Linked DNA regions of Mus musculus: region 2 is linked to region 1. The links are chromatin contacts, called in public promoter capture Hi-C maps. All regions are on one chromosome and are shown on one strand. The core of a region is the stretch at or near the end of the contact, and the rest is flanking DNA. Distances in the headings are between cores, read along the strand shown. Region 1 holds the start of Ube2f (ubiquitin-conjugating enzyme E2F (putative)). Region 2 holds the start of Otos (otospiralin).

Region 1 (2,754 bases), core at 176-2,675:
ACCATCTCTTCTGTGTTTGCAACCTCCCTTAGATCAAAAGCCTTATTTGTTTGTTTATTGAGACAGGATCTCACTATGTAGCTCAGGTTGCCCAGGAATTCACTATGTAGACCAGTCTGGCAGGTCTGCCTCTGCTTCCCCAAATGCTAGAATTAAAGCCGTGTACCACTAGGCCTGGCTGCCTTTTACCCTTTCTATCTGTGCAGGAGTGTGTATCTGATGGAAGCTTGAGCGTGTGTAGCCATGTGCCACATGGGGTGGTCAAAGGATAACTTTCTTCCACTTTTTTGTTTGTTTGTGTTTACAGGATCTCATTGAGTAACCTTGGCTTGTTTGGAACTCTATGTTATCTAGGCTGGCCTCCAACTCCTATGTGCAACCCAGCTCTGCGGGGGATCTCTTCCCCTCAATGGAAGTCAGGGTACTTGGTCCTAATCTGAGGACTCCTCTGCCTCACATCTTCCCGAGTTTGGAAACAGGTCCTCATGCTGACAAACGCTTTACTCCCTGAACCCAAGTGCCTCATTTCAAAAGAAATCTTAGGGTCTAGGGTGTGGGGGGAGGGGGGAGACGGGGGGGGGGGGGAGGCGGGGGGAGGGGGCGGGTAGCTCAAAGGTAGTGCTTTGCATGTGAGACCTCCTGAGATTCATTCCCCAGAATTGCTAAGAAAATCACTGGAAACCTGACGCTCCTTGTTCTTTTCCACAGAAAATATCCTCTTTCCAAGGCCCTACCTCTCTAGGAGTCTTGCCGAATTCTCTCCCAAAGTAGGCTATCTCCAGTCCCACAGGGACTGAGAATGCATACCACACGAGCTGCAAGTAGGATGCTGCACATGGAACCCCAAGGCCTCAGGAGGTAGGGTCTCTCTACATATCTCTGGCTGTCCTGGAATTCACTATGTAGACCAGGCCTTCCTCTTGTCTCTGAGCGCCGGGACTGAGGTATGCGCCGGAACTCCCGGCCTGAAGTAGATTTTTAAAAGTGCATATAGGAATATGAGAAATTAAAAAAATAAGGAGCAGGAAGAGTGTCCTCACACCCAGCAGCCACCTCTAACTATCCCATGGCCTTAACGCAGCTGCAAACCGGTCGGATTCTTTGCGTTCAGGAATGGTGCCGGGCACAGGAACTTAGCTCCACCAGCAGGCACTGCACTAGTACGATATTCCTAGGGAAGCAAGCCGCTAAATGAATGGAAACAAACCGGAAGGCCGCTAGGCGGTCGGGGATGCTTGCGCTTCGGTGACCAATCAGCAAAGGTCTTGACACATGGCCCACCCTCAGGCCGTGCTCTTCACCAATGAACGAGGGCCGACTAGTTGACCTGTGTATGTCCTGTGACTGTCCACGAGTGGAGCTGCCAATAAAGTTCTTTTGTAGCTTTGAATTTTTTTTTTAAAGTGCCCACTGCGGTCACGGCGCAGTCCCCGCCCCGCCACTTCCGGTCTCGCCGCCGGGAGCCGGTGCGGCTGTGAAGGCCAGCGCGACTCAGTGCCGCTGCTCCGCCGGGCATGGTTTTGGGTGCCGGCTCGCCTCGCCTGACTCGCGGTGCTCAGGTAAGCTGGTCGCGCGGGCTGGACTGAGGCCGAGGCTCCTGTCGCCGAGCGCCAGGCCGGACCGCGAGGTCGGCGGCTGACGGGAAGCGCTGGGCGGGCAGCGAGCCCCGGCGGCTCTAGAGGGCCGGGCCGAGGCGGACCCCGTGCCGCCGCCCGCAAGGTCACGGTGCGGAGCTCGGGCCGTCCGGGAGGCCGAGGCCGAGGCCGCGGCGGGGAGGCCGCTGCCCCTGAAGGGAAGCGGGAGGTGGACGCGGCCCGCCACGGCGACGGCGGGGAGGAGGGGCGGCCGGCCCGCCTGGCCCGGTTCGGTCCCTGACCCGGTTCCGCGGCGTGTCACCCGGGGTGTGGCCTTCTCCTCGGCCGGCTCAGTTTCCTCCGTCTCCGGTGGGCATTGGACCCACTCCTCGGCGCTGCCGGTGGGTTGGAGTTGCTGGGGAAGGCTTCCCGGAGGGGCTCTTGGCCTGTGGGTAAAAATCTGCTCTCCTTAAGAACCTAGTCGGGCTTGGCGGTGAAGGGAAAGAGGGCATCCCAAGACCTGGTTATCAGATTGAACCGAAGGTTCCAGAAATGAGCAGGGTGGTGTTGAAAAACAGTGAGGTGGCTGGGCCTGGTGCCGAGGCTTCCTAGCTGTTTGGGCCGAATGTGGGGAGCTGGGCAGTAGGCAGAGTCATAGGAAATTAAGGATAGTGATTGTGGGGAGCTTCAGGAACAGAATTAACAGGAGTACCTGGACAAAATTAACTTGATATTCAGTACCCAAAATCAAAGATGAGCTCCAGAAGTGGTCAGTCAGTAAGCCTGGCAGGTTAGATACCCTTGGACACTCATGCTGTACGGTTTAAGTCCCGATCTGTTTCTTTCAGCTTGGAAGGTTAAACGGCCCTAGTGGCCCCTAGTTCTCTTAAATGGCTTAGATTGGAGCTGTCAGTGAGGAGTTAGCCTCACTGTGAGCCAACTGGCCCTGCATAGGTCACACCAGCCTGATTTCAGCACAGCACATAGGAATGCTGAATAAACATGACTTGATGAGACTGGTAAATAACAAGTTGCAGTCCTCTTTGGATGCCCTAAAAGTTGGTCCCACCCAGAGGAGGAACTAACTGGGCCAAATACAACTTGTGGAGTTGGAAACTGAGCATGCTGTTCAGAATAGCTGATCGGTTCCCAAAATACTGCCTTAGTCACAGTGTGATTT
Region 2 (2,754 bases), core at 181-2,680, 1.4 Mb after region 1:
CCCACATCTCACATGCTGGAAGGAGAGAACGAACTCCCACAAGTTGTTCTCTGACCTACACATACACACCTGGAACACACTGCAAACACATACACAATAAGTAAATGTCATTTTTTTTAATGGTAAATGCCTTCCCCAGGGCCCTTGCATTCCTACATTTGATGGGAATCCCAAAACACTGGATTCCATCCTTTAATAATTGCTAGGATTCCTTCTAAAATTCAATGCTTGAGGGCAGGGAAGAGTTCGAATTCTCAAAAGCTCCCAAAGGTCGGGCCCAGGAACAATACCATATAGGATGGGCAAACTTGAAACCTGCCCAGTGACTGCTCAGAAGCCTGCATGATATCCAGTGCATAATATCCCGCCCCACACAGAAACTCGGAGGGAACCTCCAAGGTCTTAACAGTCTGTCTGCTTGGATTCAAGAGATGCTTAGATGTATAAGGCCACTCTGCTGGACAGAGGCCCCTTGTTATCTCCCGTGGCAGTCAGCTTGAAAAGGACCCTGTGGTAACGAACGCCAGGATTGGGAATGAGTCAGAGGTATCTGGCGCCCCCTGCTGTCCATCCATGGACACCACATCTGACTAATAATTACTCCTTGAGCCTCGCAGATGCCCCTGCCTGTACTCTGAAATGCTAGCGCAACCCAAATTCATTCTCCTAGAAGGCAGAGCCCAGAGTAGCTTACCATCATCCATTGAGCTGTCCCAACATGGACACAGGCAGGTGCTCATAATTTAAAGTCTCAAGGCCACAGTTCATCGTGCCAGTGTGTTTTCCTGCATTCTTCTCTGCCACGGAATGGTCCGCCTGTGTTTTGCACTGTTCATACATCCCCGAGCCCCGCAAAGCCTCGGAAGTGGCTTATAACTGATCCTAGAGTCACTTCCTGTTTCCTGGACCGTGGCCAGCATAAGTACTGGGGTGTAGGGGGTGATGGCTCACAGTCTGCCTTCTCCTCACATCTCCCAGACTGACATCTGCCCTAAGTCCTCCGTCCCAGATGGCAGCATTGCCCTCCCGCTTGTGCCTGCAGAGTACCCGGGTGTCCCAGGGACTGAGCAGTACCTCACTGACAGGGCTGGAGTCTTCTGGCTGGATTCAAACCCAAGGAGAGTGGCGTCATGTGACCACACAGAGCTGGGATTCAGAGGTTCTAGAAGTCATGCTGCCCCTTGTCCCTCTAAACATGCCCTGGTAGACACATTTCCTTTGGGAAGTGCCATCCCTGCTCCTACAAAGGAGGGGGGCGCAGACTTCTAATGTCACCCATGTTTGTCCTCAAACACACACATCCCTATCGGACTTTTAAAGAGCTTAACTAAACATGTTACCTTGGACATGAAAAGGGAGAATTCTGGGAGCGTGTTGAGCTGACTTGGCAAAGCCTGTCAAGGTGGAAGTCCCTCCACGCCACCACAGCTGATGCGGGTGTGGCAGCTTTAACAGGAAATCTAGAAGGGCCTGGGGTGAGACAGCCGGTCCCAGGCTGCTTGGAGAACAGGCTCAGAGCTTGGAGTGGAATGTTTCTGAGATGGCCTCCAGGGGGCGCCATGCTCACAGGCTCCTGTGCAGCTGGCCCACAGGACAGGGTTTGTGTTCTGGAATAATCAAAGTCTCCTTCCATGTCATAAGACTGACCGCATACGGATCTGAAGCTGAAATGTGAAAGCATGTGATCACCTTCTTTTAAAATACCTCGTTCTTTTCCTGAACTGACCATAGACTCTCTGAAAAGGTCCCAGGTCAACCCCGGCGAGTACCCCTTCAGAAACCACGAAGAATTGACCTGGATTGGGATGAGATGGGGTTGGGGGGTCCTAGGGACTCCAGTGTGGCTGAAAGAAATACAGGACGCATGGTTACATTTGAATTTCAAGCGACCAGCTTTTCTAGCGGAAGTTTCATGTCTCAAACATCTCCAGGGATCTGTCCCCCAACCCACCCACCCCCAAATATTCACTTTAGGTGAAACACTCATCTTCCCAACACCATATGCACACACAGGTGTGTACACACTTACAATGTGCACAGACAAGCAGGTGTCTATTGCTGTCATCCCATAGAGTATGGGAAGAGGCGGGCTGCTTTGGAGGCTGAGCCTGGGATCAGAAGGCAGGAGCAAGATAGGTGTGGCGCTACCTGAGGCCACCATCTGGAATCAATACTGCACCCCCAATACGCACAGAGAGCATCTGGGTTCCTGGGGGCTAATGGATCCAGAAACCAGCCCAGGCAGAACTGAAAGATCTTGCTGAGGCCAAGGATCCAGGGATTGCTATAGGCCCTGCCCTGACTGCAGGAAGCTCCACTGGTGGCTTCTCGGTGACATAAAGGGTTAACTGAACCACTGAGCCAGGCATCTCACTGGGAAGTTGCCTGGTTCACCACAGCTGCCTCCCTGAGAGGTGGAGTACATACCCTTCCCAGCAAGGAATATTTAGCTTGTGGTCATTTGCGACCCCCAACAGAAGGATGGGTCTCACATGGCCCATGGTTTTTTGTTTGTTTGTTTGTTTGTTTTTTCTCACAGGATTCTTTGTCATCTGCATTTCTCTGCATCATGGGAAAAGATTCCCAGGAACCCAGGAAGGGCTGGTGTTGACCCTGGGCTGTGAAGGATGTCATCTGAGCTTTTCCCACAAGGGCTTCACCACGTCGGACATGCTGACACAAGCCGAAGGATCTGCCTTGGACTCCAGTCAGGGGACAGGATACCAGAGACACAGGTCAGCAGCAACAGGAGTG

The links. Promoter capture Hi-C pulls out the DNA fragments that hold promoters and counts their contacts.
Region 2: a contact with region 1 is called in a promoter capture Hi-C map of pre-B cells, with 3 times the contacts expected there. The contact joins the promoter of Otos here to the promoter of Ube2f in region 1. A contact is called at or near these places in 3 of 39 promoter capture datasets (liver and pre-B cells) and 1 of 115 datasets of contacts at active chromatin or transcription factors (thymic regulatory T cells).

What each region holds. Positions count from the first base shown.
Region 1 is chr1:91,248,879-91,251,632 of GRCm38.p6, forward strand. It overlaps Ube2f (ubiquitin-conjugating enzyme E2F (putative)), which reads left to right and starts at 1,426. Exons shown (of 10, transcript NM_026454.4): 1 at 1,426-1,559.
Region 2 is chr1:92,647,411-92,650,164 of GRCm38.p6, forward strand. It overlaps Otos (otospiralin), which reads right to left and starts at 1,431. Exons shown (of 5, transcript NM_153114.2): 1 at 1,341-1,431.